Regions from separate parts of the Sus scrofa genome. Here region 1 is linked to region 2. The links are chromatin contacts, called in public Hi-C maps. All regions are on one chromosome and are shown on one strand. Each heading gives the region's core, a stretch centred on a gene start, on an enhancer-like site or on the middle of the called end of the contact. The rest is flanking DNA. Distances are from core to core; before and after follow the strand shown.

Region 1 (4,891 bases), core at 1,170-3,669, 38 kb after region 2:
GAAATTGGGAAGGACTAGGGAGGGGGCACAAATACACCTGTGTCTGAACGGAAGTAAGGGTGGGTGCACAGACTAGGGATGTGCGAGTGATGAGAGGGCTGCAAGGGGCAGAGGGCAAGTGTGTGCATGTGTTGGGGGAGTACCTGAGGGCAATGACCCAGATTACTTAAGGGAGGGAGCAGTGAGAGGGTCATAGTCCTGGGTATGAGAAAGCTGGTGAGGAGATAGGAACGGGTCTAGATGTGAATGGGGGACGGTAAGTTTGGGGTGACAGGCTCAGGTATGGGTGTGGAGGTACAAGCCCAGGTGTGGTATCGAGGGGGACGGAAAGGAGGGTGGAGACTACCCAGTGGTGTGGGGGTGTCATCAGGGACGGACTGAGACGACATGGGAGGCATTCGTGAGCAGGGGCGAGTGTCGGGTGTGTAAGGGGGAATATGAGTGGGAGCATAGACTCAGATGCGTGAGGGGGTGCAGGCTCAACTGTGCGGGGAGCCTGGGGGCATGGCCCCAAGGGGGTGGGGGATGTCAGCAAGGCGGACAGTCTTAGGTATGTAAGGGGAGATGTCAACGAGAATGGATGTGATGTCAGGTGTGTGGGGGCTGACAGTGAGTCTCACATCCGGCTGGGGGCCCTCAGGGGATACCAGACGCGGGACGTGGAGGTCGGGAGGGTGGGCTTTAACCTCTTCCAGTCCCGGTGATGCTGCTGTCACGCCCCGCCTCGTCTGCCCTCGTTCCAGGCCCATGACAGAACTGTGCATCGCCCTAGGTCGGCCCGAAGGGCGCGGGCCCCCCTACGCCTGCGCCACCCCACGCCCCCCGTGCCCCCTCACCGGCTGGGAAGCGTCGCCGCCGCCGCTGCCGCCGCCACCTCCACCGCCACAGCCCCGCCTCGCGCACTCTCGGCGCGCGCCGCGGGAGGGATCCACGCTGTACTCCGATTGGCTGCCTGCTGGCCAACCATCTCTGAAGACGGCGGATATTGGTGAGCATGAAGCGGACGGGCAGCCCTTGCAGCCAATAACTGGGGGATAGAGGCGGGGCTGTTGGGAGAGGCTGCGGGTCCCGGGGGTGCCCTGCTGGGTGTGAGGAGCTGGGAGGCGAGGGCCTGTAGGCAGGCGAAGATTGGAGCCCTCGGAGAAGATGGGCAGCCCCAAGGACCAATCGCTTGGGAGAAAGGGCGGGGCTCCAAAGAAGCTGGCGCGACTGGCAGCGAGGAACGGAGGGCGTAGCCCGGAGGGCGACGGAGATTGGCTGCGAAGCCAAAGACAGGCAGGGCCGGCGGCCAGTCGCGAGGGCCGTGGGCGGTGCGCCCTGGACCAGACTTTGGAGCAAAGGAGGTGTAGAGTTTGGCCCTGAGCACTGTGGCCCGAGGTGGCCTTGGGAGTCTGGCGTAGGGTCCCCTCAGGCTGTGGCAAAGTCAGGCTCTCTGGCCACCCAGTGCAGAAGCAGGACCTCCAACTTGAGCGGCGAACTTGGCCACTAATAGGAAATACCCACTATTCCCCTGCAAAGGATACGGAGGGGGCAGAGAGTCTCGCTGGAAGTCACTCAGCTGTCCTCCACAGCTCCGGGTAATGGCAAAATGTGGAAATAGGTGGAATCTTACGTGCTTTGTGATCTTCTGGAAATGTTTGACTTCTCCGAGTACAAACTTGCTCCTCACAGGACTGAATGACATCCCTGTCAGGCCACTTCCCTGCTAAATCTTTGGTGAATTAACTGAATCCTAACCAGAATCCCATGAGGTCAAAGCGACTACTGGCTCCATTTTACAGAAACCAGAACACAGAGAGGTCAAATCCTTGCCCATGCTCACACAGCACTTCAGCAGGCCCAAAGTTGCCTGGTTTTTGGAAGTAGGGTAAGGCCGTGCCAAAGGACAGCCATGGGGGACCTGAGTGACACAGGTTTGAATACTTGTCCAGCCACTAGCTGACATTACAACAGATATGGTGTACGAGTCCCTGAGACCTTATGTTCTGAAGTAAAAGACTTTCTTTAGCCTCCCAAACTCAGTCTCAAAAAACTGACTCAAGAGTTAATGATTAGGAAATATTGTTACGGCTAAAAAACTAGTTAAAACAGGAGTTGCTGTTGTGGCTCAGTGGTTAATGAACCTGAGTAGTATCCATGAGGATGGAGCTTCAATCCCTGGCCTTTCTCAGTGGGTTAAGGATCCAGCATTGCTGTGGCTGTGGTGTAGGCCAGTAGCTACAGCTGCGATTTGACCCTAGGCTGAGAACCTCCATATGCTGCAGTGCGGCCATAAAAGACAAAAAGACCAAAAAAAAAAAAAAAAGAAAAACAAAACTAGGAAAACAGTCTCCATTATATTATGTCCTACCTTGACCCACTAACTTATTACTAATGGTTACTTTCTTTTCTTCTTCTTCTTCTTTTTTTTTTTTTTGTCTTTTTTGTCTTTTCTAGGGCCGCTCCCACGGCATATGGAGGGTCCCAGGCTAGGGGTCAAATTGGAGCTGTAGCTGCCGGCCTACACCAGAGCCACAGCAACGCCAGATCTGAGCCATGTCTTCGACCTACACCACAGCTCACGGCAGCAACGGATCCTTAACCCACTGAGCAAGGCCAGGGATTGAACCCGCAACCTCATAGTTCCTAGTCAGATTCATTAGTCACTGAGCCACGACAGAAACTCTAGTTAGAGTTATATTGCACCTGGTGTTTTCTTTTCATCTGAAACACTTCCTTAACACCCCCTTCCTTTTGTGAGCAATCTTCACTTCAGAGAGAAGGTCAAGGTTCAATAACCCCAAAGACCACCAGAGACTGTCACCAGACCACCTGACTCTGGCCTTGATGACTTTGAAATGATCTATGGAGGGAGAGGAACACAGGCACCCAAATCCTTACCAACAGCCCTGTTTTCTCAGGCTAAACCTATAAAACCCCTTGCTATCCCCTCTCAAGGCAGGACACAGTTTTGAGGGTGTTAGCCTACTGTGGCCTCCTCTGCCTCGCAAAGTAATAAAGCTGTTCTTTCTGCTTTGCCCAAAACTCTGTCTCCAAGTCTTAATTTGTGCTGGTGTACAGAGGCCACATTTCGGCTATTCAACCTTAGGCAATGCACTTGTGAACCTCAGTTTCCTCAAGGGACAATGATTCCTACACCTGATCTTTCCTCTCTGGGGCTGCTCCCCTGGGAGAACTTACATTCCAGCCATCACCTTGACCTTCTGGTGAAAGCATTTGACCCTGCACAGATCACATCTGGCCTGTGAGCCCCAGCTTTTCTGTGAGGTGTGGGGTCATGAGATTCTTTGCAGATAGTTAGGGAGACACTTGCAGTCCAGCACCAGGCTGTGTCACTGGCACCTCCCCAAAGCCTACCCTGTTCTCTGACTCACAAAGTGCACCCCTTTAATCTCTGGGGCATAGAGGATTACAAATATTCCCAGATACTGGCTCTTATTTCTTCTAGGTGTGGGCGGGTGTTGGTGGAAATCGAGTTAAGAACAAGAGAATCCTGGGAGGGAGCAAGGCTGAGCTAGACTGTAATAAGTGCTCACAGTTTAGATCTGGACAATCCCCCGGCTAAGTTCTCAATCCATAACTTTGCAAAGGGCCCATCTGAGGATACAATGAGGGCTCACAAGGGGAAGTCACTAGCTTGAGGTTACCATCAGATGCCTGATATTCCCATGATGTTCCCACCTGAGTCTCTGCTCAAATAGCTCCCAACTGTGGTTTGCTTCCCTGCAATTTCCAGGCCCTAGTCTCCATCCTGCCCTCTGGAGAAGAGATGGAAGCTGAGTCTGGTGAACACCTACTGGGTATCATATCCTTGCAGGGCTCAAATATCATCTTATGGAGTTCCTGCTGTGGCACAACAGGGTTGGCAGTGTCTTTGGAGCATTGGAACACAGGTTTGCTCCCTGGCCCAGTAGGTTAAGGATCCAGCATTGCCACAGATGCAACTTATGTATATCACAATTTCAGCACAGATCTGATCCCTGGCCAGGGAACTCCATATGCTGTGGGATGGCAAAAACAAACAAATAAAAATCCCAACCAAGAAACAAACAAAATCTCATGACCTGACTTCCAGAGAGGGGTGTTGGTGGCCCACCTTGCAGGTGGGAAAACTGAGTTTTGTGCAACAAGTGTCTCTTACTGGAAGGGCCCTGGGTTTGAATCCCTGCTCTTCTTGACTTGTTGATCATAGGACCTTTAGCAAGTGACTCAAACGCCCTGCTTCAGTTTCTCCAAGGAGCTTCCGGGGTTGATAGGAGCATTAATGAAATGAATGGAAGCAAACCACAACCGTGCTGATCTGCAGTGAGTGCTTGCTGAGTGTGGGCTGGATAAACTGTTCTTTTCCAGGGCCTCCGTTTCCCACTCTCTAAATAGCACTTGATGGAATGCGAGCAGAGAGACCAACTATGGGTGTGGTCTGCCACCCAAATAGGGAGATATTTATCCTGCAGGAGTCCTCACCTTCGGTGCTCACCTGTCAGGTCTTGTGAGGGAAGCGGCAAGCTCCTGGAAAGTCCCACAGTACCCCCGGGGACAGTGCCAACTGAGGCAAAGGTCAGGCAGTGGCCCAGCGCTGGGCTGCCTCTCCGGATGGTGCCAGAGGTGCTGGCTGGGCTCTGGCTTCTGTTCACTTGTCAGCAAGGTGGCACTGGCCAGTCTCCCAGCCATCTTCCAACAGTGGCAGGCTGTGCCTCTTGGCACCAGCAACTGACACCCTCCCACCATGGGCACCCCGGCTGTACTTGGTCAGGGTTTCCTGGGGGAGGGAGCGGGATCCCAGCTCTTCCCCATCCTCCTGGCTTCCCCTAGGCCAGACACTGATTCTCTGCCTTGCCCTGCCCCCGCCCCCAGTTTCTTCCACTTCTTGAGGATCCCAGGAATCATCTGA
Region 2 (5,564 bases), core at 392-2,891:
ATGTAAGTTCCCAGGCTGGGGGTCTAATTGGAGCTGTTGCTGCCGGCCTTCGCCAGAGCCACAGCAACGCAGGATCTAAGCCAAGTCTGCGACCCATACCACAGCTCACGTCAACACCAGATCCTTAACCCACTGAGCAAGGCCAGAAATCGAACCTGCAACCTCATGGTTCCTAGTCGGATTTGTTAACCACTGAGCCACGAAGGGAACTCCTGTTCCTCATCTTTGACACAGTGAGGCACTGTCTCCTGGCCTGGGTCCCAGATATTATCCCAAGTGTCCTGGATGCTCCCAGGGGCCCTGTTTGCTCTCCCCTAATGTCCCTGGAGCACCCTCCACCAGCCCAGCCCACCTTTCCCTAAAAGAACAAATTCCCACAGCAGGTGGGATTCTGTCTTCTTGCTTCACAGAGGCTTCACTGTGGGGTTCTATCTTCTTGCTTCACAGAGGCCTGTCACTGGGGACCCCTGCCTTTCCTGTGTCACACAGCAAGGTTCTGGGCGGCTGGTCCCACTGGCTTTGAGGGATGTGGACATCAGATACCAGAAGGCTCAGTGGTGCTCCTGGCATCGGCTCCAAGGCCTAACTGGCCCTCTGCGAATCAATGTGGTCACCACTCACCTCAAGCCACGGTAGCGGAAGGGATGCCCCATGTCACTGGGCGCTAGAGGCGGAGCTGATGTGTCCCTTCCATGTCCCTCACCAGGTTACTTCCTGTGGAACCTGCTGTTCCTACAATCACAAGGCTAGCTGTGCGCATAGGTAACGCACACATCCTTGAACCCTAACTCTTGATGTGGTGCTCTAGGGACTTGCTGTGAGCCCACTTCTCATGCTTAGTGGAGGAGGTGGCTGCTGCCTTTGGCCGAAGCTTCCAGGGACTCTTAAATGACCACAGGCAGCTTATTCTTTAAAGAGTTTGGTGTAGGCACCACTGAGCAAAGTCTCCATATCCATCACATGGAGAAATCCTGCAAAGGAGGCATGGGCCAGGCAGCCTGGTAGGGAAGAAATGGGTGATTCACCCGAGCAGTGAATACCATACGAAGATGCCCAACTCCTTAACCAATGAAGTGAGACTTTGGAGTTCCTGTCACAGCGGAGATGAATCCGACTGTGAACCATGAGGTTGTGGGTTCGATCCCTGGCCTCGCTCAGTGGGTTGGGGATCCGGCATTGCCATGGGCTGCAGTGTGGGTCGCAGGTGCGGCTCAGATCCCGTGTTGCTATGGCTGTGGTGTAGGCCTCCAGCTGTAGCACCGACTGGACCCCTAGCCTGGGAGCCTCCATATGCTGCCGGGGTGGGGAGCCAAAAAAAAAGAAGTGGGACTTTGCAGAGTGACTTCTCTGCTCTGGGCTGGCCAAGTGGGTCCAGACTGACGTGGGTCGTGCCAGCCAGCATGTGTGTTCCAGCGCATGCTGGCACGGGGGCGGGGGGGGGCTTTGCTAAGCATGTCTGTTTGTTGGGATCCATCCAGCAGCCTAGTGGGGGGAAGGCCACGTCTCCCTCATACTCTGCTGGGAAGTTCACTCAACTTGCTCTGGGGCTCACCCCCTCCCCCCAGTGTGGTGATGGTGGCCTTGGGAATCAGTCCTTCTGCCCGCCTGGCACTCCACAGGGTGACCAGGAATTCAGGGAAAGGTCAGGAGGGCCAAAGGATGGTGCTGATTTGGCCTTTGAGCCTGTGGACTTTGAGAACTGCCTGTGGGTGCCTGAGCCAAAGTGGCAATAAAGATGGGGCTGGGTCTGTCTGTGTTCTAGGTTCAGCTGGGAGAACTTCTACCCACTTCTACAGTGAACAAGGACAGGGCTGATCCGATTTCTTTATGAGGGAATAAACAAACCTTCTGTCTTCAATTGAAGGGCATAATTAGTAGATAAACGTCAGAGCTGAGAGTAAACACAGCACTGGGGCGCCCTCTTCTGCAGTCCACCCCACCTTTGGCTAATGCTTTTTTTTTTTTAGGGCTGCACTTGCAGCATATGGAAATTCCTAGGCTAGGGGTTGAATCGGAGCTGCAGCTGCTGGCTTGCACCACAACCATGCCAGATCCGAGCCACGTCTGCAACCTACACTACAGTTCATGGTGACGCTGGATCCTGTAACCCACTGAGCAAGGCCAGGGATCGAACCTGCATCCTCACGGATCCTAGCTGGGTTCTTTTTTTTTTTTTTTTTTTTTTTTTGTCTTTTTGCCATTTCTTGGGCCGCTCCTGTGGCATATGGGAGGTTCCCAGGCTAGGGGTCTAATCGGAGCTGTAGCCGCCAGCCTACGCCAGAGCCACAGCAACTCGGGATCCGAGCCACGTCTGCGACCTACGCCACAGCTCACGGCAACGCCGGATCGTTAACCCACTGAGCAAGGGCAGGAATCGAACCCGCAACCTCATGGTTCCTAGTCGGATTCGTTAACCACTGCGCCACGACGGGAATTCCCCTAGTTGGGTTCTTAACCCGCTGAGCCACAGATGGAACTCCCTTGGCTAATTCTTTTGTGTTGGCAAATCTGAGCAAGCAAAGGGGCTCAAGGACACCTTTGACCTCCCAGCCAAATGTGGGCGAGGTTTCTGGCTTCTCGCCAAGTGGAGGGGCAGCTGGTTTCACAGCACAAATAGGGCTATAAAAATGGAATCAAAAGCAGCCTGTCACTGCTCCCCCCTCATTGTAAATGGGGTGTGAGCACAGAATAGGGAGCCGGTGGGAACGCCCATGGAGTACTTGCCTTTGAAGAGACAGGCGAGTGCAGGACAGACTCAGCATCCTCACGCAAACGCACCACGCCTTCCTTCACACCATTACCCATTCCAGGCCTGCTCAGGACGGTGGGGAGACTCCTGGGAGCAAGAGGGAGGAGGTGAGAAGGCAGCCTGCTTCCCCCACCATGGGCCTGGGGCCTGTGACTCATCCTCAAGTCCCCCAGAAGCCAGCACTGCTCCAGTGGTACCCTTTTCCTAACCTGGCTTCAGTTTCCCTGCAGGAGAAAGACACTGGAACCTACATCACAGTGACACAGTCCCCTCTACAAAAGCTCTTCTCATTGGCTTTTTTTTTCCAGTCTTTTTGGTCTTTTTGTCTTTTCTAGGGACATAACCAAGGCATATGGAGGTTCCCAGGCTAGGGTCTAATCAGAGCTGTAGCCACCGGCCTACGGCCAGAGCCACAGCAACGTGGGATTCGAGCCACGTCTGCAACCTATACCACAGGTCTCGGCAATGCCAGATCCTCGACCCACTGAGCAAGGCCAGGGATCTAACCTGCAACCTCATGGTTCCTAGTTGGATTCGTTAACCACTGCGCCACGGCGGGAACTCCCTCATTGGCTTTTTTTAGCTCATCATCATAAACAGGCCTTTGAGTCTATTTAAAAAATTTTTTTTAATTTTAATTTTTAAATTATTTTTATTTTTATTTTTTATTTTTTGGGGTCTTTTTGCTTTTTTCTAAGGCCACTCCCCCGGCATATGGAGGTTCCCAGGCTAGGGGTCTAATTGGAGCTGTAGCTGCCGGCCACGGCCACAGCAATGCCAGATCCAAGACATCTTTGACCTACACCACAGCTCAGGCAACGCCGGATCCTTAACCCACTGAGCAAGGCCAGGGATTGAACCCGCAACCTCATGGTTCCCAGTCGGATTCGTTAACCACTAGGCCACGACAGGAACTCCTTTTTTTTTAATTTTTAATTTTGTTTTTTGGCTTTTTAGGGCAGCACCCACAGCATATGGAGGTTCCCAGGCTAGGGGTTGATTTGGAACTGTAGCTGCTGGCCTGCACCACAGCCACAGCCATACCAGATCCAAGCTGCATCTGCGACCTACAGCATAGCTCACGGCAACGCCAGAGCCTCAACCCACTGAGCAAGGCCAGAGATCGAACCTGTGTGCTCATGGATGCTAATCAGATTCATTTCCACTGAGCCATGATGGGAACTCCTCTATTTTTTAATGTAATACCAACTGCCTAGATTGGCTCAGAGAGGTTAAGCTGCCAGCAAGGTTACACAGCAGGAGGTGGGGTCATGGCAGGCTGGAGGGTATGGAGGCTGGAGAGCCCCGTCTGATCTGGAACCCAGTGCCCTCTGGGCTTTTGCAAGCTTGGACCTAAGAGAGATTCTGTGCATAGAAATACTTTTAGAAAATTAATCTTTCTTACTGCATGGCCAAGCTTGTAGTAATGGGTCCTAATACTTGAGGATTCCTCCCTGGCAACCTGGAAGCCAATAAGTTAGGGGTCCCTGAAGAAAGAGAACCAGGAATGGCTCTCTTGACATAAGAGAAGCCATTTTGGCCCAAGCCTTTTTTTTTTTTTTTTTTTTTTTTGGTCTGTTTAGGGGCACATCCTTGGTATATGGAGGTTCCCAGGCTAGGGATCAAATTGGAGCTACAGCTCCCAGCCACAGCAATGCTGGATCCAAGTTGCGTCTGTGACCTATGCTGCAGCCTGCAGCAACGCCAGATCCTTAACCCACTGAGCGAGGCCAGGGATCAAACCCGAATCCTCATGGATACTAGTCAGGTTCTTCTTTTTTTTTTTTTTTTTTTTTTTTTTTTGCCATTTCTAGGGCTGCTTTTGTGGCGTATGGAGGTTCCCAGGCTAGGGGTCTAATCGGAGCTGTAGCCACCTGGCCTACGCCAGAGTCACAGCAACACAGGATCTGAGCTGCATCTGCAACCTACACCACAGCTCATGGCAACGCCGGATCCTTACCCACTGAGCAAGGCCAAGGATCGAACCTGAAACCTCACGGTTCCTAGTCGGATTCATTAACCACTGCGCCATGACGGGAACTACTAGTCAGGTTTTTAACCCACTGAGCCACAACAGGAACTCCTTGGCCTATGCCATTTTGTGATTTAAGCCTGGCAGCAATGCTTGCCCTTGAATAGGTCTCAGTAATTAATGATCTTTTTTTTTTTTTTTGTCTTTTTGCCTTTTCTAGGGCCGCTCCCGTGGCATGTGGAGGTTCCCGGGCTAGGAGTCGAATCGGAGCTGTAGCCACCTGGCCTACACCAGAGCCACAGCAACACGGGATCCGAGCCACATCTGCGACCTACACCACAGCTCACGGCAACGCTGGATCCTTAACCCACTGAGCAAGGCCAGGGATCGAACCCGCAACCTCATGGTTCCTAGTCGGATTCGTTAACCACTGTGCCACGACAGGAACTCCAGTAATTAATGATCTTACGGGAACAAAGGAATGCTGGAAGAAGAGAAAAAGCTGCCATACAATAGTGCAGTGACAGGAGTTCCCGTTGTGGTGCAGGAGAAATGAATCCAGGGAAACGAATCCAACTAGTAACCATAAGGTGGCGGGTTCAATCCCTGGTCTGGCTCAGTGTGTTAAGGATCTGGCGTTGCCCTAAGCTGTGGTATAGGTTGCTGATATGGCTCCCGGCAGCTCTAGCTCTGATTTGATCCCTAGCCTGGGAACCTCCATATGCTGTGGATGCACCCCTTAAAAAAAAAAAAAAAGGGCAGTGATAAAGCAGAGTCCTGGTTCCTCCTCAAGGGATATAAATAATAATATACCTATGAGTTCTTCAAGAATTAAGCCCACTC

What was found. Hi-C and Micro-C count contacts between places; a contact is called where the count stands out from the background.
Region 1: a contact with region 2 is called in a Hi-C map of liver, with 2.2 times the contacts expected there. The contact joins the promoter of SLC25A42 here to the enhancer-like site in region 2. A contact is called at or near these places in 2 of 5 promoter capture datasets (fetal liver and liver), 14 of 47 Hi-C or Micro-C datasets (embryonic fibroblasts, epiblast stem cells, fetal heart ventricle and 7 more) and 1 of 2 datasets of contacts at active chromatin or transcription factors (skeletal muscle).

Annotation. Positions count from the first base shown.
Region 1 is chr2:58,800,937-58,805,827 of Sscrofa11.1, forward strand. SLC25A42 (mitochondrial coenzyme A transporter SLC25A42) reads right to left here and starts at 2,420. Exons shown (of 8, transcript XM_021083444.1): 1 at 837-2,420. The coding sequence starts at 967. LOC100511007 (a long non-coding RNA gene) reads left to right here and starts at 194. Exons shown (of 2, transcript NR_045043.1): 1 at 194-256; 2 at 773-2,305.
Region 2 is chr2:58,763,685-58,769,248 of Sscrofa11.1, forward strand. SLC25A42 (mitochondrial coenzyme A transporter SLC25A42) reads right to left here. Exons shown (of 8, transcript XM_021083444.1): 2 at 2,725-2,836. Among named protein-coding and RNA genes, the nearest start is that of SLC25A42, 37 kb to the right of the region's middle. Within about 2 kb of position 1,642, at least 3 of the 83 cell types and tissues checked have an H3K27ac peak or open chromatin away from gene starts, as enhancers often do. A contact at or near this core is called in liver, where this site is marked.